Linked DNA regions of Hordeum vulgare: region 2 is linked to region 1. A link is a contact called in public Hi-C data. All regions are on one chromosome and are shown on one strand. Each heading gives the region's core, a stretch centred on a gene start, on an enhancer-like site or on the middle of the called end of the contact. The rest is flanking DNA. Distances are from core to core; before and after follow the strand shown. Region 1 holds the start of LOC123411208 (expansin-like A2). Region 2 has its middle 11 kb from the start of LOC123437615.

What was found. Hi-C and Micro-C count contacts between places; a contact is called where the count stands out from the background.
Region 2: a Hi-C map of leaf shows a contact between it and region 1, with 4 times the contacts expected there. The contact joins the enhancer-like site here to the promoter of LOC123411208 in region 1. A contact is called at or near these places in 2 of 6 Hi-C or Micro-C datasets (both in leaf).

What each region holds. Positions count from the first base shown.
Region 1 is chr1H:366,552,730-366,559,939 of MorexV3_pseudomolecules_assembly, forward strand. LOC123411208 (expansin-like A2) reads left to right here and starts at 3,202. Exons shown (of 2, transcript XM_045104155.1): 1 at 3,202-3,877; 2 at 3,973-4,785. The coding sequence starts at 3,742. The coding sequence ends at 4,664. It overlaps LOC123437529 (pentatricopeptide repeat-containing protein At3g02330, mitochondrial), which reads left to right. Exons shown (of 6, transcript XM_045115723.1): 6 at 221-831.
Region 2 is chr1H:367,004,909-367,012,118 of MorexV3_pseudomolecules_assembly, forward strand. No RefSeq gene overlaps it. Among protein-coding and RNA genes, the nearest start is that of LOC123437615, 11 kb to the right of the region's middle. Within about 2 kb of position 2,668, at least 3 of the 3 cell types and tissues checked have open chromatin away from gene starts, as enhancers often do. A contact at or near this core is called in leaf, where this site is marked.

The sequences.
Region 1 (7,210 bases), core at 1,952-4,451:
TCTCAATACTTAGTCTGCTATAATTACTACGAATTCTGATGTTTGACAAAAAATCATGCACTTTGGCTTGTGAATGACTTGGCCTTCACTCGCCCTACTTGTTCGTGTGGCTTACATGCCCTATGGCCACATGTTCTCTACTTCCTTTCAAGTTTCCCCCTTTTGTGGCAGAACGTAAAGATGGAAAGTAGCAGTGATTTTTAAGGTTCTGCCGATGCAGGTAAAATGGAGGAAAATCTTGATGCGTATTGTGCGAAGTATTGAAAAGCACCCGCGGAGCAATGATCAGCCAGGCGGTTACAACTAACAAGAAATGAGCAGGAAAGCTACAAGCACGCTCTCTAATAGTGACACAATCTCTGGCAGGGTCTATCAACCTAAATGTTGATGCTGCTTTGATATGTGATCAGCTGAGAGGGGCGGGGGCGCTCCTTTTGCCTTTGTGGCAGAATACGGCCGATGTCCTATCGCGTTACTACCATGTTAGCGCAGTCGGTGGGAGCAACCGAGTGATCATCAAGGTCAATAGGGGTTTCGTGGCCTAGTTAAAGTTATGTTTGAGCACTGCCCAAGAGCCCATAATTAGTAGCCATGCAAGTTAGTGATCCATAGTTCCTGGTCGGAGGATCCACCAGATTTTCTTGTAGTACCAGTTGGTACACGAAACAACCCTGTCTGCTAGTTAATGTAGTCCGTTTTGCTGTCAAAAAATAAATAAGAAATAACTGCTGCACATAAAGCCCCCTTGATTCATTACTGAATCAACTGGAGAATGACCGTGATGCATACTACCAGTTACATGGTTTATTATAGTTGAGAGCTCCCAGTAAATCTTTGCTTAATTTGTCTCTGAAAGGAGTTCATGCTTCCTTTACGGCAGAGAATAACCGTAATGCATACTACCGATTGCATGGTTTATGGTTTATAGTTGAGAGCTTTCCTCTCCGAAAAGAGTTCATGCTTACACATACACACTTTATTATTATTATTATTATTATTATTATTATTATTATTATTATTATTATTATTATTATTATTATTATTATTAAAACGAAACAACTTTATTATAATCATCTAGCCTGCGTGTCTTCCCGCCTGTGTCGATGTCATCGGTGGTAGAGAGGGCAGGCTGCCTCCCTTGCAGACGAATGCAAGCGACCTGACCCACGGCCACGAAGTGGACGTGCCAACCGCAGCGTCAACTGACCCGCCGCAGTCCACAGTGCCGCCAGACACGCACAGGATGCCACGCTGCAGCGCATGCAGCAGGCCGACATGGGAGCCAAAGGCAAACGTGTCCTCCGTCGCCGTGCAAAGCTTGGAGCCCAAGCGAAAAGAAGAGACCCACTGCGTCCAGTGAAAAAGAACGGGAAACGGAAAACCGGTGCCGGTGCCCGGCGGGCGGTGGCAGGGGCACGAAGTGTAGTAATCATGTTCGTGGGTAATCAGCTCTGCCAGGAAGTCAGAGCATCTTGAATGCACGCAAGATTCATTCAGGTTGTGGCTTCGGCCTTCGCTGCGCGTCGTGTCAACGGGCTCGTTTAAGGTTCGGTCGGCTGACCAGGTCATACATAGCCAACGGCCGGGGCTCGTGGTGCTGTGGCAAGTGCAACCACTGTCTGTCCTCCACTGCCAGTCCAGAACCGGGCGCCGGTGTTGCCGCTGTGGTTGGGGGGAAGGCCGTTGGGATTCATCAGTGGTTGACGCGAGATTTCGCTGCCGTGTGCGCCATATCGAGTCAGAACCGGAGGGATAAGTGCTTACGCCGACCAAGTCAAGGTCAAATAGTACTATTGATATGTAATGCTGCTAGATACATATATATATATATATTTTTTTTTTCTCACAACTCGTCACAGCGCTACTGCTTCGCCACGTACTGGTGCCGGCCGCGTTGCAAATGCCAGTGCTTCATCGAGGATTCAGTTCTCACAGGGTCGGTTGTCCTCAAGACCGTTTACGCGGATCGGCATCTTACCATGTGCGCACAGCAGGAACCGGTGAAACACACAAAGGTGCTAGAGAAACTGCTTAAGGCGGTGATGTCCCAACGAGAGACGAAACCAATTTAGCATTCGGGTGGGATATCCTGATCAGGACTGTTAGAGTTGGGTCACTTTCGCACCAATTTGTCCATTCTTGTTGAATCGGGGGGCCGTCGTTCAGAATCATGATTAGATATATAACCCCATGGACCACTGCAATCGTGATGGGATTAGCATGATTGGCCGGCATTAATGTGTCATCCGCAAGACCGTAGGGCATGCAGCATATCACGAGCGGTTTGCACTAGAAAGACGAGAGGATTCCTTCTCTCCCTCTCCAACGAGGCGTGTCCTGTAAACCGACCCTAGTTTGTTAAGCGCATACCTTTCGCAACATGGCCTACCAGGGACTATCATTGATGGAGCTGAACCCATATCCATTGCTTGCGTACGTGCAAGGCACTGGTAGTTATCCGAAACGGCTCGCGGTCGCGAAAGCCTTACGTGTCCGGATCAAGACCGATTGCAGACTAATTAAACCGATAAACAATCAGAGCACGATGGACCTGCTTAGGCAAAAGACAAATAGAGCCAAAGTGTTTCTCATTGCCACGTGGGACGAATCGTGAAGGCGGCGTCCACACAAACGGGTACCCGATGAGATGAGACGAGGCAGCTGCGGCCCGTGGCGCGACGGCCGTCGTGGGCGATAAGCCTGAAGGAAAGGCTTCAAATCGGTCGGTCGTGATCATCTCGTCCTCTAATTCAAACCGTGCAAGCCTAGCCGCCACTTCCGTCCTTATCCTCGTTTGGTTAAGGGGGATTGAGGAGGTTTTGAGAGGAAGGGATTTCAGGGGATTGTGTGAATCCTTTTGTTTCACCCAATACTCTTAAATTCCTGGGGTTTTGCTTTCACTAGTCCCTCAAGAAGGATTTTGAAACACATGGATAGGAAGGGATTGAAGGGGAACGGAGGGGATTGGGCTAAGCAAACCCCTCCTACCAAATGGACGCCCCGAGGATCTGTGGGGTTTCTGGGCCCCTAACGGATTTTACTCTCAAGCCCTCTCCAATCCCCCTTTTAACCAAACGCGGTCTTTAAACTCCTCGTCCTTTTATCAGCAACAAAGGAGTTACTAATTCTTTCTTCACGAATTGCCTTCCCTCTTCAAGGTAACCGCAAATGGAAACCCTATCGAGGCGGTATATATAAAAGTAAAGAAACGCACGCGTGTTCACAAAACGGCACTCGCACGTGCCGTTACCTTGCCACGCGCCAGGATGCCCGACGATGGGACGTGGTTACCGGAGTTTATCCTAGTACGTACAAGTTCGAACAGTTCAAGAACCGCTCGCTGGCGCGCGCGGGTTGCGGCACGAGTCTGGGTCGGTGGCCACCCCAAACTTTTTGCCATGGTACTTCACATCCACATTCCTGGATCCACCTCACGACCACGTGGCCAGCGCGCTTTCCTTCCTCCCTACTCCCCGCCGCGTCGGCATCTTGCTTGCTGCGTCCCAGGTACGAGACCACGGCCGTCCGGTTTCGAGGCTGGCGGCCAGTGCACCGTAGCATTAACTCGTAAACCGCAGCCGGCCACAACCAGCGCGCGCGCCGCGTCGGGTATAAAAGCCTAGTTCTAGCCCAGCTGCTGGCAAGAATCCATTCCCCTGTTCTCTTCCTGTCCCGTCCTGTTCAATCTTCTTCTACACCGAGTAAGTAAGTAACGCACCCGTCTTCAAGCAAGCCCCGTCGATGGCGAGCGCTCGATCGCGTCTGGTCCTCCTGCTCGTCCTCTTCGCCGCAGCCTCCTCTCCGGCCTCTGCCTGCGACCGCTGCGTGCGCCGGTCCAACGCGGCGTACCGCGCCTCCTCGCCCGCCCTCGACAATGGTGCGTACGGTGGATCGATCGGGTACCGTTAACTGATTATGGTTTCTTGTTCGTGGTTCGGCTGATTGACTTTTGGTTTTGCTTTGCGTGAGCAGCCGGCTCCTGCGGGTACGGCTCCCTGGCGGCGACCTTCAACGGCGGGCTCCTCGCGGCCGCGAGCCCCGCGCTGTACAGGGGGGGCGTCGGCTGCGGCGCGTGCTACAGGGTCCGGTGCACGGACGCCGAGCTCTGCAGCGCGGCGGGCACCACGGTGGTCGTGACGGACCAGGTGCGCACGGGCGCGACGAACCGCACCGACCTCGTGCTGAGCGGCGCAGCGTACGCGGCCATGGCCAGGGGCGGCGGGGGCACGGCCGCCGCGCGGCGGTTGAGGGAGCGGCGCGCCGTGGGCGTGGAGTACAAGCGGGTGCCCTGCGAGTACGCGCGCCGGCGCAACCTGTCGGTGCGCGTGGAGGAGCGCGCGGCGGGCGGCCTGACGATCAGGTTCCTGTACCAGGGCGGGCAGACCGACATCGTGGCGGTGGACGTGGCGGCGGCCGGGTCGTCGGGCTGGCGGTCCATGACGCGGGAGCGCGGCGGGCCGGCGTGGAGCACGGGCCAGGCGCCGACGGGGCCGCTGCAGCTCCGGATGGTGGTCACCGGCGGGTACGACGGGAAGTGGGTGTGGGCCGACCGGGAGGTCCTCCCGCGGCGGTGGACCGCCGGCCGGGTGTACGACACCGGGGTGCAGATCGCCGACGTCGCGCTGGAAGGGTGCTCCCCCTGCGACACCCGAGAGTGGAAGTGACGACAGAGACACGAATCCCGGCCGATTGTACAGTAGAGCTTTGCTTTTGATCTTACTCGTGCTAATCCCCTCCCTCCTTTCTTCTTGGATAACGAAGCGAAATGAATCGGTGGAAGAGTCAGACGTGCGGTTGCAGCTGGGCCCGGCCTTGCTGATTGATTTCTCTCCACTTGGTGGAGGGGTGGTGGTGAGCAGCTAGCTAGCTGAAGCAGCAGAGGGGGAGTAGTGTGCACGATGTGCGGCGCGTCTTTGGTCACCGGTGCCTGCCAACTTGTGTTAGTGCATGCACGACGAGGGGCCCTGGTCGTCAACGAAGGGTGCCGTGCTTCCCCTTTCGCGGGTCTTGGCTTCGGATGCGCGTTGCATTTCTGTACTGGCGCAAAGCTTGGCGCGTTTCGTGTGATTCCCGGCGTGATGCGCTGCGTTCTCGTGCCTGTCATAGGTTGGTTGGGCGATCTGCCTGCTGTGCAGTATTCCTAGTTTTTTTTTGGATACAAGTATTTCCAGTTATACCTGACCATACCTCGGACCGGGCCTCACAAAGCCCGTGTAGAAAAACTCAGGCTCAAGCCCGACAGTCAGGCCTCGATTTCAGTCCCAAGTCCAGCCCATTAGTGTGAAAGCTCGTCAGGCCTTGGGCCGGGCTTCTTCCCTAAATCATAAAGACGTCAAGCCCGACACGGCCAACGGGCTTAAAATTTAGGCCCGATCCTGGGCCGTAGGAAGGTCAGGTCACATCGTTCGGGTGAGGTTGCCCATGGGCAAGTCTATTCTTAATATCATGGGCCATGGGAATGTGAGGACAAGTCAGGTCGGATCGTCTAGGCCGGGTTTTTCATGGACAAGTCTATTTCGAGTATGTGAAAGTGCATGCTATGCCCCTAACCGACTTTTGGTGTTAATGAGAACACATACGTAGGGAACTAATCCTATTCGTTGAGTGTATCTCAGGATGACAAGTACTTTAGTAGATTGAGAACTATGTGCCAAAGGTTGTGTGAAAAGATTGGGGATTTATATTTCGAGAAGGCTTGGGATTAAGACAAGATGATGTAGAGTAGCCTTTTGAGTTTACTAATATTGAGTATAGGATCCCGCACTATTAAGAGGGGATCACAGGTTTTGCGATGAGCTTGCTCATACCACATCTTTACTCTCATATCCAATACCACATTCTCTCCACTCTGTTCTCAGTTCAAAACAGGTCTGTTGCCTCGGACATCCGGCTCCCTCCGGACGTCCGAGGGTCGGACGACCGGCTAGCTTCGGAAATCCGTAACCCTTCATCAGAAGTTTGTGAGGCATACAACTCGGAAATCCGGCTCCCTCCGGACATCCGAGGGCCGGACGTCCGACCAAGCCCCGGAAATCCGGAAGCCTGCACCAGTAGAAGTTGAGTTCTATAACTCGGAAATCCGGCTCCCTCCGGACGTCCGAGCGCCGGACGTCCAGCCCCCGTCGGAAATCCGGAACCTACCACCAGTAGAATTTGAGTTGTATAACACGGATTTCCGGTCTACTCCGGACGTCCGGACGCTGATAAATTCAAAATAGTTCCAGCCGTGCCTACAGGCCTCGGACGACCGACCCCTGTCGGTCGTCCGGCCCCTCGCGGACGCCCGGACTTCCGGCAACTGTCGGACGTCCGGACCCTGTGTGACTTAAAGCACCTCCAACGGCTGGATTTCACTCCACACTATATATACTCTTTTCCCACCTCGTGAAAGGGTGTTCAACACAGCTAAAATACATCCAAGAACACCTTTCCTCTCACTCACCCTTGTCTACACCAAATCCTAGATCCCAAGAGCATTTGTGAGTCCCTTTGAGTGTTGTTCCAATCAAAAGATAGATCGTCTCCCTCTCCTCCTTTCCACCAAAATGATTTGTGATTTGAGCAAGTTTTGAGCAATCCCCGTGATCTTGTTACTCTTGGAGGTTGGAGACTCCTAGGCGGTAGGAGTCTTCGGAGAGGAATCAAACCATTGTGATATCCCCCGGAAAGTTTGTGAAGGTTTGGAAGCCACCTCAAGGCTTACCACTAGTGGTTGAGAAACGCCTTCATGAAGTTATCTCAAAGGGAGAATAGGGTGAGCCTTCGTGGCGTTGGTGTGCCTTCGTGGTAACATCCGCCCCTCTAACGGTGACGTAGCTTCCCTCCAAGGAAGTGAACATCGGGATACATCCTTGTCTCTCTCGAAGTTTCGGTTATTCCTAACCCTAACTCTCTACTTGTGTTAATCCTTATTACATACTTGTATTTGATTATTGTTTACCGCTTGTCTTACTTCACTCCAGATAGCTTACTCTTTGTCATAGCAATTATTAGGCTTACACTCATATTCTGCACTTGAGCCTAAAATTGCTAAGTAATTATTAAAATTTGGATTTGTACCTATTCACCCCCCTCTAGGTCCATCTCGATCCTTTTCAATTGGTATCAGAGCCTCGTGCTCTATTTGTGTGGCTTAACCGCCCTAGAGCGAGATGGACGTGGATCCAGCTACGGTAGCTCCAGTGCAGAGGGACGAGACTTCCTCGAAAGT
Region 2 (7,210 bases), core at 1,418-3,917, 450 kb after region 1:
AGCTAGGAATAACTGCAAGCACTGAAAGGTAACTTTTTATGGGTTTTCTGGTATAAGCAACAAGGAAATAAATGCAAGGAAAGTAAATGGTGTCGAGGTGCAGCAAGTGGACCAATCCTTTTGAACACAAAGGATAAGCCGAGGAACTAAACTTATAAACACTAAGGCGTTCCTAAGGACACACGGGAGAGATAGTCATGTGCTTTCGCCATATTCCGTCTAGTACTATATTTTGTATTGATAAGTGTTGTGTGGGTGGATCTTTACTAGTGCATCGTCTAGGCTAAGACAAGTACACTCTTATGATTAAACCCCTTACAAGCATCTGCAAATACAAGAGAGAAATTAAGGCAAAGCCTAACCATAGCAGTAAGCTTTAGGATCCAACACTCCCTCGTGCAAAAGTATGCGAACTGGGGTTCAGGTTTCTGTCACTCCGGCAACCCACCATAAGCATTCTTTATACACAATGCATTCCCCTAGGTCCTTAAAAAGGCGAAGTGTTATGTAGTCAACGTTCACATAACACCACTAGAAGAATAACATCATAACTTAAATATCAATCAACACATATTACTTAAACATCATATGACTACTAGCAACTAGACTTCTCCCATGTCCTCAAAAACTAAGGGAACTACTCACGAGACATAAAAGAGATCATGATCATAGGGGATGAAAATATGATGAACAATCTGGTCATAACAATAATTCTCCAACAAAACTCAATATCATTCACCACAAAATAGTAATCAACACCGGCAGAGTAGAGGGGATGAATAGTGCAAGGTACAACTTCGATTGCAATGGTAAAGTGAGATGGGGCGAAGATGGAGATGGTGCTGGTGAAGATGATGATGGTGATGATGATCTCGATGATGCCCCTGATGATGGTGATGACGATGAGGACGATTTCCCCTTCCGGGAGGAGTTCTGCCCGACGGAATCTGCCCGCCGGAAAGGTCTTTTCTTCTCTGTAGGTTTCCTCCACGGAGCAGCGGCGGAACTGCAAAAAACTCCTTTTCTCCTCGATAGTTTTAGGTCACGAGGGTCATATAGGCCAAAGAGGGGCACCGGAGGTGGGACCCACCACCCAGGCGGCCTCCCTGCGCGGCCAGGAGGCAGGCCGCGCCCCCAGGTCGCCTGGGTGCCTGGTGCCCCCCCTCCGGCCCGTTGCCAGAGCCTCCCGACAAACTCGACGCGCTCCCAAAACCTTGCATCCGCGTCGCCCGCTGGACGGAGGATGCAACCTCCGCGGCGCCATTCGTCTCCCATCAGAAGGATGCAACCAAGCACGACGCCATTCGACTCCTCAAGGATGCAACGCGTGCGGGCCATTCATCTACCGACGAAGGATGCAACCACCGCACCGACACCATTCGTCTCCCTCCAGCCACCGCCATCATGACCTCCACACCCGCAGCAGCGTCGAGCCTCCCGAACCACCATCGCACTGATTCCTCCCACCAGATGCAACACAAGACCGGTCGTCCGCCCACACGGCTGCTGATCCAAGCCACCGGCTAGTCCGCTAGAGTCATGAGGCCGCCACCCAGCAGATCCGCACTAGGGACGACGTCTGTGCGCCTCCTGCAACCGACAGGCCGCAAATCCAGGGGAACGACGCCTGAGCACCATGCACCTTCGCCTTCTTGGAACTGGCAACCGCCCATGCCCCGCACGCAGCGGCGCAACTGCGCTGGGACGCCTCCTGCGCATTGCGGACCAAGCGCGCAGGCGCCCGCATGCGCTCACCTCGTTGGCCTCTGCTTGTCGTTCCAGCCGCACAGACTGCCCACCCCAGATCTGGCGCAGCAGCGACTCCCGGACCCCGCGCATCCGTCGCCCAACTCACGCCTCGGGTGCGCACGCGTGTCACCTTGCCTGACTGGCGCGCCGGCCAGCGCGAGCCAGACACCGGCCACCCGCCACGGCTGCCCACATCACCGCCTTACGAGACTGCCCCCGTGCAGCAAGCCAAACGAGCGGGGAAGGGAGGGCCTCCTGCCACCGACCCCAATCAGGCTTTGCCCGGTGGAGCTTGCCGGCGGCGGCAGGTGAGGAGGGCGGAGGAGGAACGTTGGCGGGCAACGGCTAGGGTGTTCGCCCGAGTCGCCCGCGCGCGGGGGGGGGGGGGGGGGGGGGGGGGGTAACGTCGGGCCTCTCTTCGAGATCTCATCTAAATCTTCATTGAACGGAAGGAGTAAACTTATACATATTTGTTGTAGATATTTGTCTATTTTAGTGCTATATATATTTGATGTGCACAAGAAGCAATACCTTCATGACCCTCAAAATGCAAGCCCGTCTACATTATTTGCCTATAGAAGGATCGAACTGAAGGTATCTCTGCTTTTATTCTTCCATCAATCCTTTCTAAAAATAACGTTATTATTGTCTAGGTACAATAGCCGCGAAAGAAAATACATAAAATTCAAAAAAAAATATATATAATACCAGTATTACTTACTCCCTGCAAGTATAAACACGACAGGCCGGAAAATGATTAACGTGCATATATATTATGATAACATGACTTTGCTTGGACCATCAGTCCATGCGTACTCGCTCCATTATTCCCAGAGCGCACATGACACGAGCCAGACCTGCGTACGCACAGCTGGAGCTCCTCTCCTGGATCATTGGCGGCAATGGTTGGTTCGCTTAACTTGACATGACCGGCTTCATATATCATCACACCCTCCAAAGACAGCACCCCGTCTCGCATCAAAAGATGCTCCAAGCCTCGCCGCAGACGGTAACTTTTCGTTGCTTAGCCTCGTATAGTTTCCTTTTCTACCCTGGGTGGGCGCTGGCTAGGTAGGCTTCTCCCACAAGTTGGCTGGCTTTGCAAGCATATTTCTTCGGCGTCAAGCTAACGAACTTCTTTCTTTAGAAGAAAAATAGAACGGCCAAGCTAGCCAACAACCGACTCTTGCTCGCGCAGTCAAACGTGTTCCACAGCCCAGCGCCCACCCGTGCGGGCTCCGCTCCACTACTACCACACTCGCTCCACGTATAAACATCAGTATAAAACACCGCCTCCCCCATCACCAGCAGCCCACACCGAGACCACATCCAAGGATCAAACGCCCGATCGAAAAGGCAGAGGACGGCGAGCACAGCAGGCAGAGAGCGGCGATGGCAGTGGGGTTCCGGCGGGCGCTGGACGCGCTCACGTCGCCCAAGTCGGCGCTGCTGGACTGCGCGCGGCCCAAGAAGCTGTCGTCGTACGCGCGCGTGCGCTCCATCAGCCTCCCGGTGCGCCTCCACCCGCTGGTGGCGGCGCTGCACGACTCGGCGCGCGCGCTGCTGCGGTGGGCGGACGAGCCCGCGCAGACGGGCCCCGCGTGGGTCGCCGACGGGGCCGAGCGGGCGGGGCAGGTGCTGGCGGGGCTGTCCGCCATGCTCCACCACCCGCAGGCGCGGGACGCGCTCCGCCGGCCGTGGACGGAGCAGCTGCTCGACGACCTGCTCCTCCTCGCCGACCTCCACGGCTGCTTCCGGGACTCGCTCGTCGCGCTCCGCCAGCTGCTCAACGAGGCGCACTCGGCGCTGCGCCGCCGCGACGGCGTGCGCCTCGCCGCGGCGCTCCGCGCGCAGCGCCGCGCCGCCAGGGAGGTCTCCCGCCTCGCGTCCTCGGCCCGGGACCTCTGCCACCGCGCCTCCCCCGACGACGACCTGGACGAGATCACGCTCGCCGACGCCTTCGCGGCGGCCACGGCCGCCGTGGCCGCCGCGTCCGCCGCCATCTTCTCCGGACTCTCGTCCGCGTCCGCCGAGTCCGCCGCCAGCGCCGTCCCGTCCCCGAGGACCCCGACGCCATACTCCCCCGCCCGCGCCCCCGCCAGCCCCATGTGGCTGGTCACGGACCTCCTCCGCCGGCGGAGGACCGTGTCCTTCTCGTTCGAGGACTACTGCAACGAGGAGGAGGAGGAGAGGAAGGCGGCCATGGGCCGGGTGCGCGGCCTCGAGGAGTGCGTGGCCGCCGCCGAGGCCAGCGGCGAGCAGGTGTACCGCGCGCTCGTGAACGCCAGGGTGTCGCTCCTCAACCTGCTCACGCCCACATTCTGACGACGCTCCCTCCCTCCCTCTCTTCTTTCCCGTGTTGGGACACGGATTTTTCTCCAGAGCAAGGCTGCATGTGAGCCTGTGAGATTAGTGCTAGAGATTCCATTTCGATTCGTTTGTTGACCCCTGTGTCGTGTGTACATGGTGTAGATACTCTTGCTTGCAATGGAAAATAGTTCCAGTTAATTAACACAAAACCTTGTGCGGAATTGTTTACTCGCCAATCACCTCCTTCGAGTACTCTCTTGCATTGGTGATAATGTGCTGTGCACCCTTTCCTCTACCTGCATTGCTTGTGGAAGAGCACCCCAATAATGGACTTAACTTAGCATTTCTTTCAGCTGTTTTCTTCCTTGTTCTTGACCATTGTGTTCTTCCATTTCAACTGCCAACAATCAGGGAGGCAGAGCTCGTCTCCGTCACATGCATGTATGCATGCATGGAACATTGGCACATTGCCTTCAGCTGCATGCATGCATTCATTGCCGAGAAATCTTTCTGTTGCTTGGGCGCTTTCGCTCGTTCTGGCATCGACTCTCGTGGTACCAATTGTGTTAATGTGCCAAGCTGGAGTGACCAAACTCGATCCATCGCGACGCCAGCTTCTACGGTTCTCCGTGCAGCTGAGGCCGACGTTCATCCACACGCAGCTAGCTGCCCCTGCATGCTCCCATTAAAAGCTTACCCCAACCAATCAACAACTAGTCCCAGCGTGTGAATTACAGAGAACAAAAGGGCAGTGAACCACAGAACTTATGGCACATCACATCTACCAAATATCCATCGAACTGTAGTTTTCACATATGCAGCAGGAGAGTACCGCCAAAACCCCGCAAAAAAAAAGGAGAGTACTGCCAAACATATGCAGCCTGTGCGAAAGATGGACGAAATCATCAGCTCGAGTCGTACGCCGCGAAAGACTGCCGTACATTTGGCTCAAAAGGCGAAAGCAGCCCGGCACCGGGCTCGATCGATCGTCCGTCTGAACGCCAACTTGACAAGAAAAGTGGCTGCTCGCTTTAGCAGTAGGGTCTCCGGCCAACCCTAGACCCTAAACTAATCCGGTACAGTTATTAATAAGCAGCTCGAATGCTCGATCAATCGCGTCGTCGGCGTGCTTGCATAGACATGTCCACATGAACCACATCAATGCAGCCTACAAATAATTTGGAGGTCGTAGCTACTACCTAATTGGGACGCATCCATCCATGCATGGCCCCCGAATAAGTTGTGGGCTTCTGGCTGCAGCCTATGAAAATTCAGAACCCGGATGGGGATGGAGCCCGTGTTGTTAAACCTAATCCTATTCGACCTAATGCTTGGCATAACTTAATTTTTTGGTGGTTGGATTGGATGGTAGACCATGGCGGCCGGTTCGCCCATGTGGGTGATCCATGCCAGCGCCACATGCATGGAGCTTGAGTACCAGACCATTAGAGAATGGATTTAATCTGCGTGCCAAAGCCCTCGTGCGGATATAAGCATTGGATCGGGAAGTGAAACCCTTGATTAAGACGCACACGAAGAAGAAGAAGAAGGTAGCAGAGCGTGCCAAAAGGTCGATAGAATCTAGTAGTAATATAGTTCGCTTGCATTCACGCCGAGGTGGTTTGTATCGGATTTCTTGAACCTTTTGCGGGTGCAAGAAAAATCTCGTTGCCAGTGATGGGGGAGGCGATAAAAAGGAGGGAGAAAAGGACACAAAAAAGATAATTAAAGTTGAACCCACTTGCTGTGGATTGTAGTGCAATTATATTTTGAGAAGAACCACTTGCAGAAATGACGAGTAAAATAATTCTCGCTTTTGTGGCTGCTTTGGGCCCTCATTGGAGTTGAACGGGCCCAGATCGCAAGTTGCTCTCGACCTTTTCTCCCGGGGTCTTTTCAGGCCTGGAGCCCGCTACGCACGATCGTAAGCCCCCATCGCGCATGTGATCAACGCCGCCATCCACCACGGGACCCGTTGCTGCTGGGAGGAAGACAACGATGAGCGAGCACGATCTCCACTGCTCCCTCCGTCCAAAAATAACTGTCTTAAGCTTAGTATAAATTTGTACTAGAGCTAGTAGAAAGTTGAGACACTTATTTTGAGACGAAGGAAGTACTTCAGATCGGTAGTTGGACGTGAAGCTTGGCCTTCGGTTTTCCTCTGTTACTACTCTTCATAATTTCGTTTGCTCACAGTATTTTCAAATCGTCGTCGTCCTTCACACGACAGGATCGGATCGGGGTTCTTTTGGCCCTGTCACGATGAACTGCGGGCGATTGGGATGGCATGGGCGCACACCGGGCAATTCCTATTTATCCCAAATCACCCGTTCTTATTTATCCCAAATCACCCGTTCAGCTCACTTTTCAGCTCACAAGTGACGCATTGCATGTTGTTATTTATCATAATTCAATTTTTTTTCTTTTAGTTTTGTTTATTTAAAATGTTTTACCTCATTTTTTTTAGAATTTTATCATTCATATTACGAAACAGTACAAAGAAGTTGACCCTTACAAGCATACTGAAACGCAAACACAGAAAACCATGAACACCTAGAGTACCTAAGACAACCATAACAAAAAGATCTCCGGAGCCCTGTGTCTTCATCCCTGAATCTTGAGAGAAGACCCCTGCAGCAGAAGGATTTGCAACCAGTCGCAAGCAGGTCATCATCTTCGACCACGGTACAATTGCCGCCATGTTGCTTCCTCCTTTCTTGACACCAGCGCTGAGAGGGCATGGACATCAATCCAACACACCTGCAACAGCCGTCGCCATCTTTGGCTTTGAGTACCGCGAAAAGTGTTCCCTCCGGAAAGAAGAGAACTCGAGTCATCCGACCGGTCCAGCACCGCGGTCGGGCCATCCGTCCGGACAAAGCAGGATCTCCCACCAGCATGAGCGCAGAGGAAGGAGAAGAACAGCAGCAACAAATCATACCAACAAGGAAGAAGAAGTGTCTTCGTCTCCCAACATCCATCGCCCATCTGAGGACCCAAGCGGCCAGTGCCAATGGACCTCCAGCCACCATAGCCCGCGACCTCGACGAGATCCGGGGATCCCCAACCCCGCTGGCTCCTAGGCGAAGGCAAAAGCCTCGTCTGACCGCGAACGGAGCCCGGAGAAGCTTATTTCGACGTGACACCATCG